Regions from separate parts of the Mus musculus genome. Here regions 1, 2, 3 and 5 are each linked to region 4. A link is a contact called in public HiCAR-type, HiChIP or PLAC-seq and Micro-C data. All regions are on one chromosome and are shown on one strand. Each heading gives the region's core, a stretch centred on a gene start, on an enhancer-like site or on the middle of the called end of the contact. The rest is flanking DNA. Distances are from core to core; before and after follow the strand shown. Region 1 overlaps Phf21a (PHD finger protein 21A). Region 2 overlaps Creb3l1 (cAMP responsive element binding protein 3-like 1). Region 3 holds the start of Large2 (LARGE xylosyl- and glucuronyltransferase 2). Region 4 has its middle 33 kb from the start of Gm39877. Region 5 holds the start of Mdk (midkine).

What was found. A called contact is a pair of places that touch in the nucleus more often than the background predicts. HiCAR-type assays count read pairs that join an accessible place to other places. HiChIP or PLAC-seq counts read pairs in DNA pulled down with a chosen protein or histone mark.
Region 1: an H3K27ac HiChIP or PLAC-seq map of embryonic stem cells shows a contact between it and region 4, with 4 times the contacts expected there. The contact joins two enhancer-like sites. A contact is called at or near these places in 2 of 484 Hi-C or Micro-C datasets (CD4 T cells and nephron progenitors), 3 of 115 datasets of contacts at active chromatin or transcription factors (all in embryonic stem cells) and 3 of 9 other capture datasets (adipose tissue, liver and macrophages).
Region 2: a HiCAR-type map of embryonic stem cells shows a contact between it and region 4, with 2.0 times the contacts expected there. The contact joins two enhancer-like sites. A contact is called at or near these places in 2 of 39 promoter capture datasets (embryonic stem cells and liver), 4 of 484 Hi-C or Micro-C datasets (CD4 T cells, bone marrow-derived macrophages, embryonic stem cells and 1 more), 1 of 115 datasets of contacts at active chromatin or transcription factors (embryonic stem cells) and 1 of 9 other capture datasets (adipose tissue).
Region 3: an H3K4me3 HiChIP or PLAC-seq map of embryonic stem cells shows a contact between it and region 4, with 14 read pairs. The contact joins the promoter of Large2 here to the enhancer-like site in region 4. A contact is called at or near these places in 2 of 39 promoter capture datasets (the HPC-7 cell line and pre-B cells), 1 of 484 Hi-C or Micro-C datasets (embryonic stem cells), 1 of 115 datasets of contacts at active chromatin or transcription factors (embryonic stem cells) and 3 of 9 other capture datasets (adipose tissue, macrophages and pancreatic islet).
Region 5: a contact with region 4 is called in a Micro-C map of embryonic stem cells, with 2.3 times the contacts expected there. The contact joins the promoter of Mdk here to the enhancer-like site in region 4. A contact is called at or near these places in 1 of 484 Hi-C or Micro-C datasets (embryonic stem cells), 2 of 115 datasets of contacts at active chromatin or transcription factors (embryonic stem cells and extraembryonic endoderm stem cells) and 2 of 9 other capture datasets (adipose tissue and pancreatic islet).

Annotation. Positions count from the first base shown.
Region 1 is chr2:92,329,400-92,332,111 of GRCm38.p6, forward strand. Phf21a (PHD finger protein 21A) reads left to right here. Exons shown (of 19, transcript NM_001362829.1): 10 at 1,116-1,409. Among named protein-coding and RNA genes, the nearest start is that of Large2, 40 kb to the right of the region's middle. Within about 2 kb of position 1,377, at least 11 of the 459 cell types and tissues checked have an H3K27ac peak or open chromatin away from gene starts, as enhancers often do. A contact at or near this core is called in embryonic stem cells, where this site is marked.
Region 2 is chr2:91,983,191-91,986,165 of GRCm38.p6, forward strand. Creb3l1 (cAMP responsive element binding protein 3-like 1) reads right to left here. Exons shown (of 12, transcript NM_011957.2): 10 at 2,971-2,975; 11 at 1-242. Among named protein-coding and RNA genes, the nearest start is that of Dgkz, 34 kb to the left of the region's middle. Within about 2 kb of position 1,496, at least 222 of the 459 cell types and tissues checked have an H3K27ac peak or open chromatin away from gene starts, as enhancers often do. A contact at or near this core is called in embryonic stem cells, where this site is marked.
Region 3 is chr2:92,369,788-92,372,487 of GRCm38.p6, forward strand. It overlaps Large2 (LARGE xylosyl- and glucuronyltransferase 2), which reads right to left and starts at 1,270. Exons shown (of 15, transcript NM_172670.3): 1 at 1,194-1,270; 2 at 952-1,106; 3 at 779-876; 4 at 390-472; 5 at 73-196. The coding sequence starts at 1,051.
Region 4 is chr2:92,142,841-92,145,540 of GRCm38.p6, forward strand. No RefSeq gene overlaps it. Among named protein-coding and RNA genes, the nearest start is that of Gm39877, 33 kb to the right of the region's middle. Within about 2 kb of position 1,296, at least 12 of the 459 cell types and tissues checked have an H3K27ac peak or open chromatin away from gene starts, as enhancers often do. A contact at or near this core is called in embryonic stem cells and pancreatic islet, where this site is marked.
Region 5 is chr2:91,930,535-91,933,288 of GRCm38.p6, forward strand. Mdk (midkine) reads right to left here and starts at 1,325. Exons shown (of 5, transcript NM_001012336.2): 1 at 1,160-1,325; 2 at 838-914; 3 at 562-720; 4 at 284-445. The coding sequence starts at 913. Dgkz (diacylglycerol kinase zeta) reads right to left here. Exons shown (of 32, transcript NM_001166597.1): 32 at 2,293-2,754. Gm39876 (a long non-coding RNA gene) reads left to right here and starts at 1,683. Exons shown (of 2, transcript XR_866530.3): 1 at 1,683-1,765; 2 at 2,103-2,754.

The DNA.
Region 1 (2,712 bases), core at 127-2,626, 190 kb after region 4:
GTAGGCTTTCATGTCTTGAGTGGAGACACACCATGTACATTCAAAAAGCCAAGGAGATTTGCTGTGGCTGTGCAGAGACCATGAGGCTACCCAGGTTAGACTTAAAGAAGATCCTGGAAAAGTGTCCTGGAGAAGAGCGAGCCTGTGGATCGTCACCATTGTGCAGAGATGTGGGTTGAGTCCTAGCAGCAAGGGGGTCTATGGAAGTGTTTACAGGCAAATACTTAACTGGATGTCTTAGAGATTCCCTCTTTTTGCTGGTAGACAACAGGTTGGAAATGGACAGGAAGCACAGGCTGGACATTAAAATGTCATGAGCTGATCTTCAGAGACTCTGCCTCTAGTCCTAGGCACTTTATATGGACTGCCTGGTTTCTTTGGGTTTTTTTTTGGGGGGGGGGGTTGTTGTTGTTGTTGTTTTTTGTCTGTCTGGTTTTTTGTTTGTTTGTTTTTGAGACAGGGTTTCTCTGTGTAGCCCTGGCTGTCCTGGAACTCACTCTGTAGACCAGGCTGGCCTTGAACTCAGAAATCCATCTGCCTCTGCCTCTGCCTCTGCCTCTGCCTCCCAAGTGTTGGGACTAAAGGCGTGTGCCACCACTGCCCAGCTGACTGCCTATTTTCTTTCTCACAACAGCTGTATGAAAGGCTTTCAGGAAAGAATCAAAGGTTTAGTTCATGTTTTTCAAACTAAAATTAATTAATGTGATATGTTGGTAGATTTCATGAAGCTTTTGTGCTTTAGAAATGTATATAGGTGTAGCAACAAGGTCTTGCTGCTGTATCAGTAGCAGCCATCACGGGATCATTTTAAATTAACCTAAACATTCAGACTTAGAAGTCTGTCATTGGCCGGGCGGCTGTGGCGCACGCCTTTAATCCCAGCACTTGGGAAGCAGAGGCAGGCGGATTTCTGAGTTCAAGGCTAACCTGGTCTGCAGAGTGAGTTCCAGGACAGCCAGGGCTACACAGAGAAACCTTGGCTCAAAAAACAAACAAACAAACAAACAAACAAACAAGAAGACTGTCATGGGCCACACTTGGTACCAGTATGCTTGGAAACACTGGAAGACTTGCTACTTCTGGTAATGCAGATTTTTTTTCTCTCTCTCTCATAGGTTCGACCCAAGCCTGTGGCCCAGAATAACATTCCTATCGCTCCAGCGCCTCCTCCCATGCTTGCAGCTCCTCAGCTTATCCAGAGGCCTGTCATGCTGACCAAGTTTACACCCACAACCCTCCCCACATCCCAGAATTCCATCCACCCTGTCCGTGTTGTCAATGGACAGACTGCAACCATAGCCAAAACGTTCCCCATGGCCCAGCTCACCAGCATTGTCATAGCTACTCCAGGGACCAGACTCCCTGGACCTCAGACTGTACAGCTTAGCAAACCAAGCCTGGAGAAACAGGTAAGGGCAGAGTGTGTCTGCACCTGCTGTGGCAATAGCCTTGCCCTTGAAACAGCAGCTGCTGGACGCTTTCTAAATACTCTTTCTCAAGTGTTCTTCATCTCAGCACCAAATCAACATCCTATCACTTTATTGTATGATAATTCACTCACATTCAAAAGAGCCTTTCTCCTGAATTAAGTTGAATTGTTTTCCCAAGGCTTCAGAGTCTTATGTAAATGTGCTCCCCCTGCTGGCTTTGATGCAGAAATTCACAGACAGGCCCCTCTGCCTCAGGGAGGAAGCACCCCATACTGGAACAGAAAATACCATGGTTACTTTACCCACTGAGAGTCCAAGTGAAGACCCAACTGGGAGCGTCACTCAGGAGCAATAAACAAAGCAGAGAAGGGATTTCATTTCAGAAACTTCCTTGATCATCACAGATGACATAGAACCAAACTGTAACTTTCTAGACTACATGTAGCAGACATTTTATTTTAGTTCAAACATTGAAGCCCTACCTTTATATTTTCTAAATTCAGATTTTTATCATAATTTAGTAAAGTTAGTAAGACTAGAGGAAAACTGGTTACCTCCAAAAATAAAACCTTGAAGGCACAAGAGCAGCCTTGGGGAGAAGGGATTTCTAACCGTCACTCTTTCCTGTCAAGAGAAAGAGCAGTGACAACAGTAGGCTTCAGAGAAAAACAGTTTTCAAGAAGTTGCTTTAACTAGCCATTGGCCTGCTGGGGCAGTCTATAATTTGGAATCCAGGAGGCTTAGGCTGCAAGATGGCTGCCACCTGCTCCCAGCCCTGGCTGCAAGCCAGGACTGCCCTCTAGCTGTAGAGCACTGAGCTCCTTGACAGGGCTTCATGGTCCCATTTCCCATCGCTAAACCTCACTTGACTTTATAAAGAAAAAGTTGTTTTGTTTTGTTTTTTTTAATTTCCATTTTATTTTTCCTTTTCCTTTTCTGATTATATAGATATAATACATGTGACTTAAGGATACAGACATCACAGAAATATAAGTTGTAGAAGATTCTCTCCCCCAACTTATGCATTTTCTGAAATATTTTACAAAATTTTACCTGTAGTAGTTAGTTACTATGAACATTTTCAATCATGTGCTTGTCTCAAACCATCAGTGTCCTGGGCTGTTTCTAATCACTCAGACTTGGTCTCTCATCCATGAGAAAATAGTCTCTGGTGAGTCTCAGTCTTCTGCCTGAGCGGGTGGCCAACCATGATTCAGAGAGCCCGGCCCCTGGTGGGGTTGTCACAGGCTGCCTTGGCCTTCTTAAACAGAAGAATCTTGCA
Region 2 (2,975 bases), core at 246-2,745, 160 kb before region 4:
GGAGAAGTTGGGGCTGGTGCCGTTGTCATCAGTGTCCTCTGGCCAGGTCTCTCTCAAGTACTTGGTGGTCTCATGGATGCTGTCTGCACGGTCATGTCGGAGGTGGTCCTGGGGCCTCTGCTCTGCTGGACCCCCGGGTTTGAGCTCCCAGCCTTCTGGGGGCTCCACAGGCAGTAGAGCACCTCGGCCATCTTCCCATGAGCCTGCCCCATCATCGTAGAACAGTAGGCTTCGGGAAGGCACTGTGGAGAAAACCAGGGTGAGCCACGGAGGCCCCTCAGGTATGTGCCCTCTGCCGGATCTGCTTCATTCACTTGCCGGGCATGAAGAGTACAGCCTCTGACATCTTACAGGCTTGACTCCTCCTCCTAGCCCTGAGGATCCCTGGCTATGTGATTTTAGGCTAGTCACACACTCTGCTCTGATTTTGCTGGGCATCAGTTTGTTGATCTGTAAAATGGGGATAGTATAACCAACCTCACGGAGATTCAAGGATTCAATGAGTAAACGCAGTATAACAATTGAAGCTGTGCTGCTTTTTGTTTTTGTTTTTGTTTTTGTTTTTTTGCTTTTCGAGACAGGGTTTCTCTGTGTAGCCCTGGCTGTCCTGGAACTCACTCTGTAGACCAGGCTGGCCTCAAACTCAGAAATCTGCCTGCCTTTGCCTCCTAAGTGCTGGAATTAAAGGCGTGCGCCACCACGCCCCGCTCGGAGCTCACAAAAATGTAGCACTTCTGAGCAAGACAATAATGGTTTGCTTACTGGGAACTGGGACTTTTCCCTCCTTATATTAAGGACTGAACCCAGAACTTCGTAATAGCTAGGTCAAGACTCTCTCTCTCTCTCTCTCTCTCTCTCTCTCTCTCTCTCTCTCTCTCTCTCTCTCTCTCTCGTTTATATTGAGACGGGGGGGGGTCTCACTAAGTTGCTCAGGCAGGCCATTAATTAATTTTGTAGCCCGTGTAAGCCTTACACCTACGCTCTTTAGGCCTTGACCTAAGAAGCTAGGATCACACTGACAGGACCTGCTGAGAGCTGGGTTCGAATCCTCCCGTGCCACTTACTTCCTGGGAGAATTAAGGAAACCCTTTTCTTTTCTCTTCTAGGCTAGTTCCTCTGGGAAGTCAAGGGGAGAGAAAAAAAAAAAAGAATGTTTGTTGGACACCCGTGCCAGGCTTTATATAAAGCCCTTAGCTTAAAGCCAATTAAATCTCACACGAAGCCCTGGGAATGAGGTGCTTTAAGCCCCGCTTCCCAGAGCTCATCATCAAGGGTCCCCGTAAATTGGCTTCCTGGCTCCAGTCTGCTGCCTGCCTCCCAGCTTCCCCTGCAGGGTTTAATCTATGAGAATCTATGGAAAAGGCGGCCCCTGGCATTGTGTGAAGCTGCAGTCCGGAAACCAGCCCGCTCAACAAGCCACCTCCTTCCTCAGACGTGCCCTCTGCCCTGCCCTGTGCTTCACTCCCTCCAGAGGCTCATTCATGTCCTCCCTCCCCCTCCCTGGGGTTTGTACTTTAGCACAGCCCCTCCTCTTCTGTGTCTGCTTCCTCTCCTCTGTCCTTGATAGCCTTGGCCCGCCCCGCCCCGCCCCCGCGCCAGCCCCACCCCACCGCTCCATCGCAGCCCCTCTCCTCTCAGTTCTCCTCCCAGCTCCCAGCTCCTGTCCTCCCTTCTAGCCTCTCAGCCTTGCTCACCGCCCCCACCCCCACCCCCGCAGTACCCCTCCTCTCCATACACTCCCTGCTCTCCCCTCTCTCTGACCTCTCATCTGTTTCCTCTTTCTCTTCAGCCACGTAAGATTCATGTCCCTGGCATATGAAGGATGGCCTAGAAGTTCTTCCATGGGTCTACCGGAAGTGGCCTCTACCTCTGAAAGCCATGCTAATCTTTGCTGTTCCCTATACTCTTGCTGTTCGTGGCCTGTCTTTCCCCTCATGTCAGGAGCTATTCCAGAAGGCAAGGTATATGCTCACTGTAAGGATGGCAGTTTCTGGAGTCTAGAAATCAACATGAAGCCAAGATGTGCACCCTGGCTCACACAACTAGCAAATGCAGAGCCGGCTGTGACTGATTCTGAAATGAACCACACCGCACTCCATTGGGGTGGCACCCACATCACAACTACCATGCTCCCCAGGGGTAGGCACTCCCAGCAGAGTCCTGACACCTGCTGCAGGTCCCCTGTGCCTCAGCGGCTTTCTTAACACTGTCACATCAGAAATGACTGAAGACTGACACTCACTTGCTGTCCCTAGAACACTCTGCCGCCCACTAAGTCTGCCCTCTCCACATCGCTGCGCCAAAGGATCTCAGAGAGGCAAAGAATCTGGTCCTCAGGCTGGAGAGATGGCTCAGCAGGTAAGAGCACTGACTGCTCTTCCAGAGGTCCTGAGTTCAATTCCCAGCATCCACACGGTGGCTCACAACCATCTGTAATGGGATCTGATACCCTTTTCTGGTGTGGCTGAAGACAGCTACAGTGTACTTACATATAATAATAAATAAATCTTTAAAAAAAGAGTATAGAATGAGATAATGCCAACCCAAATCTCTTATAAATATTTATTTTTAATTTTTTTAATGTGTATGAATGCTTTGCCTGCCATTGTGTCTGTGTACTACCTGGGTGCTTGGTGCCTTCGGTGACAAGAATTTGGCATCTCATCCCCTGGAACTGGAGTTGCAGGTGGCTGTGAGCCACCATATGGGTGGTTAGGCACCAAACATGGGTCCTCTAAAAGAGCAGCCAGTACCAAGCCATCTATCTCTCCAGCACTCCAGACTTTTTGGAGACAGGGTCTCACTAATGTATCCCTGGCTGGTCTGGAACTCCTCATGTAGACTGGGCTGGTCTTGAACTCATAGATCCACCTGCCTCTGCCTCCAGAGTGCTGGGATTAAAGGTGTGAGTGCAGCTGATATGGCTTCTCTCTAGTAACTGGCTAACACCCAGAGTTTGGAGGTACTTACTCTGA
Region 3 (2,700 bases), core at 20-2,519, 230 kb after region 4:
TCTCCCACCACCCACTGCTGAAAGGAAGAAGAAGGTGGGCCTAGCTGAGCACGAGCGCAGAGTTCTTCCTGCCTTGAGTTCTTCCGCATCATAGAAGCTGACCACCACCGCTGGCACCATCCATGTTCGGAAGAGTGTCTCCAGGATGTTTCTGGCTACGGCATCAGTTATCAGGTGGAGGTGCAGCGGATTTTTCCTTTTGGGTGGAGAAAGTTAGCCTAACATGGCTGTGCGGGAACAATACAGGATTCTCCCCACGGGAGGAAGCCCTGTCTGCTACAAGGAGCTCTTGGGAATGTTCTGGTGGCCCCCTTCATAAGAAAGGAAACTCAGAACAGTGGGGCTTTGTTACGGGCAGGTTTTTGACCCTCATCCAGGCCTGTCTGTACCTGTAGAATAGCAGGGACTTCGTTAGGGTAATAATCTCTCGGCTGGAGTTGTATCCCGCACACACGATAGCCACATGCAACATCTGGGGAGGGGACACCTAGGTCAGCAGCGGCCCTCAACTTCTACTAGCTAGCTTAGCCATCCTGGTCTAGAACAGTGTAGCCCCACCTGGCATCCGAGCGGAGGTGGGGATGGGGAGAAGGGGTGCCTAGATGCAACGCCTCAATTTCATAAGTGAGGAATTAGAACAGGAGTGGGGGGCGTGCGTTGCAAGCGTCCTCTGGTATCCCAGCTGGGTAGCTACATGTCAGGTGCTGTGGTTCCCACAAATGCCCAGATGGTTGGACTGGCCAGGAACCTCGGGGATGGCAGCACTTGGCACAACTACCTCGCACTTGGGTGGCAGTAGAAGCTGCGGGCTGGAGGCGGAGAGGTTGCGACTCCTGTACGGGTCTTCATCGAGGGTAGCAGTTGTGCCCAGTCCATCTGAAAAGACACGTGGCGTGAGCAGGCAGCGGTCACACAGGGTCCCTTCTTCCCCTGCCCAGCTCCGGCGCTTACAATCCGGGTCCCGGCCGAACAGGAAGAAGCCAACCACTAGCAACAGCAGCAGCAGCAGCACGGCGGCCCCCATTGCCCGGGGGCGACCTCGGGGCAGCATGACTGTGGGACTCAGGGCGGGGCGCGACCCCGGGCTGCGGGCTCCATCACCGACCCTGCGGACCAAGGACCATAGCAAGATGAGCACTGGACCGCGGGGCCCGACGGCTACTCGCCCTGCTGTGCGCAGCAGCTGGCCTCACCTGCTCCAGTGGCTCCGGGAAGGCCCTGTTCCTCCTGCGACCGCCCTGCAGTCAGGTCCCGGTCAGAATCGCGAACTAGCCCCGCCCCCAACCTGGGCTCAGGTTTCACCTTTGCTTAGCTGAGCTGGAAGGGGCGGGGAGACCCCCGGCAGGGCCCCGCCCCTGCACCGCACGGTCTGGGAACCTTCAACCCCTTTTAGGGTGGTTTTGCACCATGGCACGGGGAGGGCTAAAGGCCTTGGGGACGGCTACCCAGGGTGGTCCTGTGCCCACTACCTGCACCCTCCTGGCTCTGGGACTCCATTCCTAAGGGGAGGAACGGATGACTCTCAAAGAATTGGCAAACACACCGCGGAAGTTTAGGAAGCTGAGGGTAGTGGGGATGGGATAGGAATGTCCGGCCCAGAGGTTAGGGACACCTGCTCAGTTCGACGACAGGAGGCTGGGCCTGCTGGGGCCACCTGTAGCCTGCAGGCGTCCTCCCTGGCCCTTAGCCCTACCCAGAAGCAGACTGGAAGATGCGGGCACTGTGCCCTTTTGAAGGCCACCTCCCCTCCTGCTGGCCAAGAGCCTCCTTGCCGCTGGGGCAGGGCCAGGCATCCCCCACTCTTGTCTAGAAAGCTGTGATTGTGCCGGGCTCCAAGGCCTGGATTTCTTCCTCCCTTTTCTCTCCACCCTTCAGCGGGCCTCCGGCACGCCTTTTGCCCTGTAGGGGTGCAGGGAGCTCTGGACTGTGAAGGAGACCCGCCACGGTCGGTTCAGCACAGACTGAATGCCAAGCCCTGAGCTAAGTGTTTGCCAAGTCTTTACTCAGGTAATCCTCACATCACCCGAAGGACACAAGATGAGATTGTCCCTGAAGAGTGAAAGGAACCTACCTATAGCCTTTGGCTACTTGCTAGGCAGGCAGCCTTTCACTGCTCCTGTAGGCTCCCAGCTGTGGCGGGTCTTCTACCTCAAGACCTGCCCCTGCCCTTCCTCCTGGAATGTAGTTTTCTCTACATCTCTTACTTATTTTCCCAGGTCCTCAAGGGAAGTTGAAGTTGCCTGTTTGTTCTGGGAGGTAGCCCCCACCTCCCACACCTCCACGCACATTCCAGGCATTCAATGTGTGTATGGAAACTGGGTGAGAACTTGGACCTGCCCTTTAAGGTAAGGGCCTCACCAGCAGCTCAAGCTGGGCCTTTTAGCGGGAAAGTCCAGTTGTATAAAGGGAGGCAGATCCATCAACAGTAGCCTGGGGCTGGCTCCCGTGATCGGAATGCCTTTCTCTGGGAGATGAGGATCAGCCTGTAGGTCTTTAGCGGTTGCTATGGAAACCGAAAGCCGCCTCTTGGACTTTTAGGAATTAAGAGAAAACCCTGGTGTGCAGGGCTTTGAGTCCCGGTGCTCCATTGTCATCCTCAGCCTGCTGTGCAGTTGGGATCTGGGTCAGGGGTGGATGAGAGTGGCCCTCAACCCAGAGCAATGGTTGTGGGAATCAAAATGTGAAGGAGCACGGAGGGTC
Region 4 (2,700 bases), core at 46-2,545:
ATACACATTTCAATACAAATGTAAGGTAGAAATTCATATGTGAGCCAGGTGTGGTGGTGCACGCCTTTTATCCCAGCACTCGGGAGGCAGAGGCAGGCGGATTTCTGAGTTCAAGGTCAGCCTGGTCTACATTGTGAGTTCCAGAACAGCCAGGGCTATACAGAGAAATCCTGTCTGGAAAAAAACAAAAATAAATAAATAAATAAAGAGTGTCCTCCCTCCATGAATTCATGTTTAAAAAAAAAAAAAAAGAAAGAAATTCATATGCTTATTATATAAGTTGGGGGGAGGGTATAGGTATACACAGTCCTTGTTATTTAAATCAACTTAATTGAGGGCTGGGGAGACAGTTCAGATGGTAAAGTATGCCATGTAAAGTATGCCTGAGGACCCAATGCCCCAGTCAGAAGGCAGGAATGAAGGCATATGTTTATAATCCCAGTACCGGGGAGTTAGAGACTGGGGCATGCTGGCCATTAGCCTCACCTAATCTCAGAACCTCAGGCTCAATAAAAGACCCTGTCGCCGGGCAGTGGTGGAACACGCCTGTTATCCCAGCATTTGGGAGGCAGAGGCAGGTGGATCTCTGAGTTCAAGAGCAGCCTGGTCTACAGAATGAGTTCCAGGAAAGCCAGGACTGTTCAGAGAAACCCTGTCTTAAAAAACAAAAAAACGAAAGAAAGAGAGAGAGAGAGAAAGAAAGAAAGAAAGAAAGAAAGAAAGGAAGGAAGGAAGGAAGGAAGGAAGGAAGGAAGGAAGAAAGACCCTGTCTCAAAACAAGGAAACAAACAAAGCAAACAAACCAGGGATAAATAAATAAATGGGGTGGGCGTGTCTACTGAGAACAGATGGCTGACCTCTGGATTCCACACCACCATGCATACGCATGTGTGCACACACGCACACTCAAAAATAAACAATTTACAAAACTATGATTTAAATTTGCTGAAATACACCAATTTGAACAACAAACTTCAAAAAAGAAGGAAAGAAACAGCAATTCATCCACATCTGAGGGTCTCAGCTGTGACCTCAGCCTCGGGGAATCAGAGGCTGGAGGATTAGGAGTCCAAGGTCAGCCTGGGCTACGTGATAAGATCCTTTTTCCTGTTTGTTTCTAAAGTCATTTAGCTCAACCAGAAACACATTCAAGACACCAAACATTTCCATCACCACAGTGTGGTCCAGCTCCCCCATTAACCTCACCAAGCCCACACGCTGGTCTACTCTGTGCAGCTGCAGACAGGTCTCACCAGTTCCAGAAGGTCACACGAGGTGCTGTTTCCCAAGTGCTCCCTTTTCTCAGCATGGTATCTTTGAGATTCTTTGAGGATGCGGCCTGTCTCCAGAGCTCCTCCTTAGGCTGCCAAGCAGTCTTTTGTCCTGCAGATCCACCACAAATTTGTTCATCCGTTTGCTTACAGGTGAATATTTGGGTGGACTCAGTTTGGGGAGATTGAAAATAATGCTACTTGGGGAAGTGCGCTAATGTTTTGTGGGCTTAATTTTCTTTGTCCTAAGTGCCTGGGCCTGGAAGTGGCAGTCATATGGAAATGGAAATAGCTTTAGAAACCAGGAAACTGTTAAGTGGTTCTATCCTGGCCAGTGTTCACTGCGGTCAGCTAGGACGTGTTTACAGCCAGGCTTGCAATGTCCCGTGGTATATGCAGACAGACTTACAGAGAGTTGTATTTACCCAACTCCACTCAGCCAGCTCTAAGGCCAGTGGACCTGCAGGAGAGAGCGGTTCTGTCTAAATCCATTCGTTAGCCTTGCTAGGTTCCCTTCCTTTCTCTCTCTCTCTCTCTCTCTCTCTCTCTCTCTCTCTCTCTCTCTCTCTCTTTCTTTCTTTCTTTTTTTTGATTTATTTTTATTTTATGTACTCACCATTGCTGTCTTCAGACACACCAGAAGAGGGCATCAGATCCCATTGCAGATAGTTGTGAGTCACCATGTGGTTGCTGGGAATTGAACTCAGGACTTCTGTAAGACAAGTCAGTGCTCTTAACCATTGAGCCATCTCTCCATCCCCAGCTTTGCCCTTTCATAATTCCTACAGCAGGTGAATATGTCTATTGATGCATTCCCAAACATAGATGTCATTGCAGCTATATTTAGAAATAGTAGGCTGGGCGGTGGTGGTGCACGCCTTTAATCCCACCACTTGGGAGGCAGAGGCAGGCGGATTTCTGAGTTCGAAGCCAGCCTGGTCTACAGAGTGAGTTCCAGGACAGCCAAGGCTTCACAAAGAAACCCTGTCTAAAAAAAAAAAAAAAAACAAACAAAACAAACAAAAAAGAAAAAAGAAAAGAAAGAGAGAGAGAAGAAAGAAAGAAAGAAAGAAAGAAAGAAAGAAAGAAAGAAAGAAAGAAAGAAAGAAAGAAAGAAAGAAAAAGTAGGAAAGTCTGGGAGAGGCAGAGGCAGGCAGATTTCTGTGAGTTCAAGGCCTGCCTTGTCTACTACATACTACATAGTAAGTTCTAGGCCAGTCAGAGCTGTATTGTGATACCTTGTCTCAACACAAAAACAAAAACACCTGGTGTGTGTGTGTGTGTGTGTGTGTGTGTGTGTGTGTGTGTGTGTGTGTGTAATAATTTACATTATCAGAACTGAATAGAGTTGTGATTCTAGGATAAGAGTTGTAGAGATTTAGGTGACCTTGTAGCATCTTGTAATGTCAGCAAGTGAAAGAGAAACCCT
Region 5 (2,754 bases), core at 75-2,574, 210 kb before region 4:
GAGTCAGGTAGCAGCATGTACCTTTGGGACAGCCTTTCCATAGTTTTAAGCGCAGAGTTAACTCCTCCCTGATCCCACCCCACCTTCCTCAGTTGACAAAGACAAGCCTTTCCCAGGAACCCAGGTCGGATGATCCAACAGAAAGAGTAGTTCCTACTTGGGCAGAGGGTTTAGCATCTCCTGAGAGTGGCCCTCAAGTGCCTGCCCATTCCTAACTTTAAGACTGCTCTGCAGAGACAGAGCATGGAGTAGCCTGGCCCACAACCCCACCATATTCGCTGACCTTTGGTCTTTGACTTGGTCTTGGAGGTGCAGGGCTTAGTCACGCGGATGGTCTCCTGGCACTGGGCATTGTACCGCGCCTTCTTCAGGGTCCCTTGGCGGGCTTTGGTGCCAGTGCTCCCATCACACGCCCCCCAGCTCTCAAACTTGTATTTGCAGTCGGCTGATGGGAGAGTGGCCCCACGGTGAGAGACAGGAGGGTTGTGGATGTCCTCCCTGCCTCCGGTTTATAAGGACATACCCTCTGGCTTCCCGCCCTCCTCCCGCGCGCCACCTCACCTCCAAATTCCTTCTTCCAGTTGCAGGGCACCTTGCAATGGACGCGCTGGGTCTGGGCCCCACAGGTACCCTCGCGGAAGCCCATGCCGCAGTCCTTGCTGCTGGGGGTGCAGGGCCCCCAGGTCCACTCCGAACACTCGCTGCCCTTCTTCACCTTCTCTACAGGGCGCAAGGAACAAAGTTAAGGACATGGCGTGCCGGACCAGCACTTGGTCACACGGCCTGCCTCACCTGCCCACCCCAGCTTTTACTCCTGAGCCCATCCTATCCCATCACCTTTTTTTTTGGCCACCGCGGACGTGACCACCAAGAGGGCAAGAAGGGCGAGAAGGAAGAAGCCTCGGTGCTGCATCCTAGGGGTAAAACCTGGGTTAGAGTTTCTCGCCTAGTCTCTTCTCCGCTAGGAACCGCGGGAAGGACCTCCCACCCTTGACTGACTTGTCCCACTTTCCAGGCCCAAAACGTCGGACCGACAAGGGGGAGACGGAGGGAGGACTTGGAACCGATGTCTCAGCGTACCCCCACCCCCACCTCAGCCCCCTTGGTGGCAGAGCAGCCGCCTGAAGGGACTGGGGCCACAGCCACTGCGTGCGCTCACTCGCTCACTGCTCGATGCTTCGCTCCCTCCCGCTCCGGCCTGTCCCGCTAAGGCCGCTAAGGCCCCTTTTGTCTCCAGAACCGGTCTGAGCCGGTCACATGGGCCCCCGCCCCTCCCCCCATCCCGTGGAAGGACCCGCCCCCTCCCCCCAAACCCGCACCTCCCCAGACCCCCCTAGTCCCCGCCTCCACTCCCGCCCCTCGCCGAGCCGGGACTCCCGCGTCTGTGCCTCTCACCTCTGATCTCTGGGTCTCTGGTCCTGGAGTTCGGTTTTACCAGTGCGCTTCTGGCTCAGGTCCCCTCGTAGCAGGCCCAGCTCTCTATCCCCTCCCCTTCCCCTGGTCTAGGCCTGTCTATACTTTTCCCTCTCGCAGCCTGTCAGCTCTCAGGTCACCACTTCGCTTGCCCACCGCGGGCCCCGGGAGTATGTCCTGGTGTCACAGGCTCGGGGCGGCCACCGCACCCGCGAACCTTCCCTTCGAGGCCCGGCTCACCTCCGGCTTGGTTTTTTTTTTTTTTTTTTTTTTTTAATCAGTTCACTCAGAGTGCAAGAAGGGTCTCTGATGTGGCAGGGAGCTGGGTACCTGGGACCTCAGATGGCTCCGGGTGAGCAAGGCTCGAGAGCCTTTTTCTAGTGCAGGTTTGGGGGAGGAGGAGGAGGGAAGGGCGTTGGGGGGGATGGGGAAGCACATAGAAATGAGTTTGGTAAATCTTGTCGCTGACAAGAGCTGTCTGAGAAGTTCCAGACCGGGCTTCCCCCGGAGGTGATAACCGCCCACCCCTGACCCTGGGGCCTCAGGCTCACCTCAAGCAGATCCCCCCCCCCCCCCCCAGTACAAGCCAGGGGGAGGGGACTGCTCCAGGGCACAGGGCCAAAAGACCAAAGAACCCAAGCCTGGCCCCCGCCCCACCTCTTTTACTTTCATTGTTATCATCCCTGCAGGAGCGGGAAAATCAGCTCCGCCCCAGGCGCTGTGAGCCTAAGGCCCTAGGCAGAGGTCAGGATCGGGGCAGACCCATCTCCCGAAGTGATCTGAGATGTTGGTGGCCATTTCCCCGACCCCAAGGATTACCCAGCACACACCATTGCTCATGTGAGTCCCCCACAACAAGAAAAAAAGAAAACAAGAAAGGAAAAAAAATTCACTTTACTGAGTCACACCCAGCTGTAAACAAGTCACCGTGGGAGCCCCACCCCCCACCCCAGGCCATACAGTCCGAAATGAAATGGCTGGATACATGAGGAGGAAGACCAGGGTAGGTGCCAAGCAGGGCAGCGGGCAAGTGAATACAGCAGGCTCTTGAGTTTCTGGGATGCCCAGGGTGGGTGGATCAGAGAGGAGGGTTAGGTACCCAGAACCCTCCAGAGAGCCCAAAGGATCAGGTGGCTTTTGAAAGTCCTGCTGAGTGCAGGCCTCCCTGACATCGATGCTGAGCTCTGTCCAGCCCTTCCATCTGCTGTGGTGAGCTGGAGGCTGCCCTGAAGGGAGGGAACCAGCCAGCCCAGCCTGTTTCCTGTTCCCCATGAAACCAGGGACAGGTGAGAGTCCAGCTCCTTAGAGTCCAGCCCTAGATCTGAACAGCTTCTCAGGGGG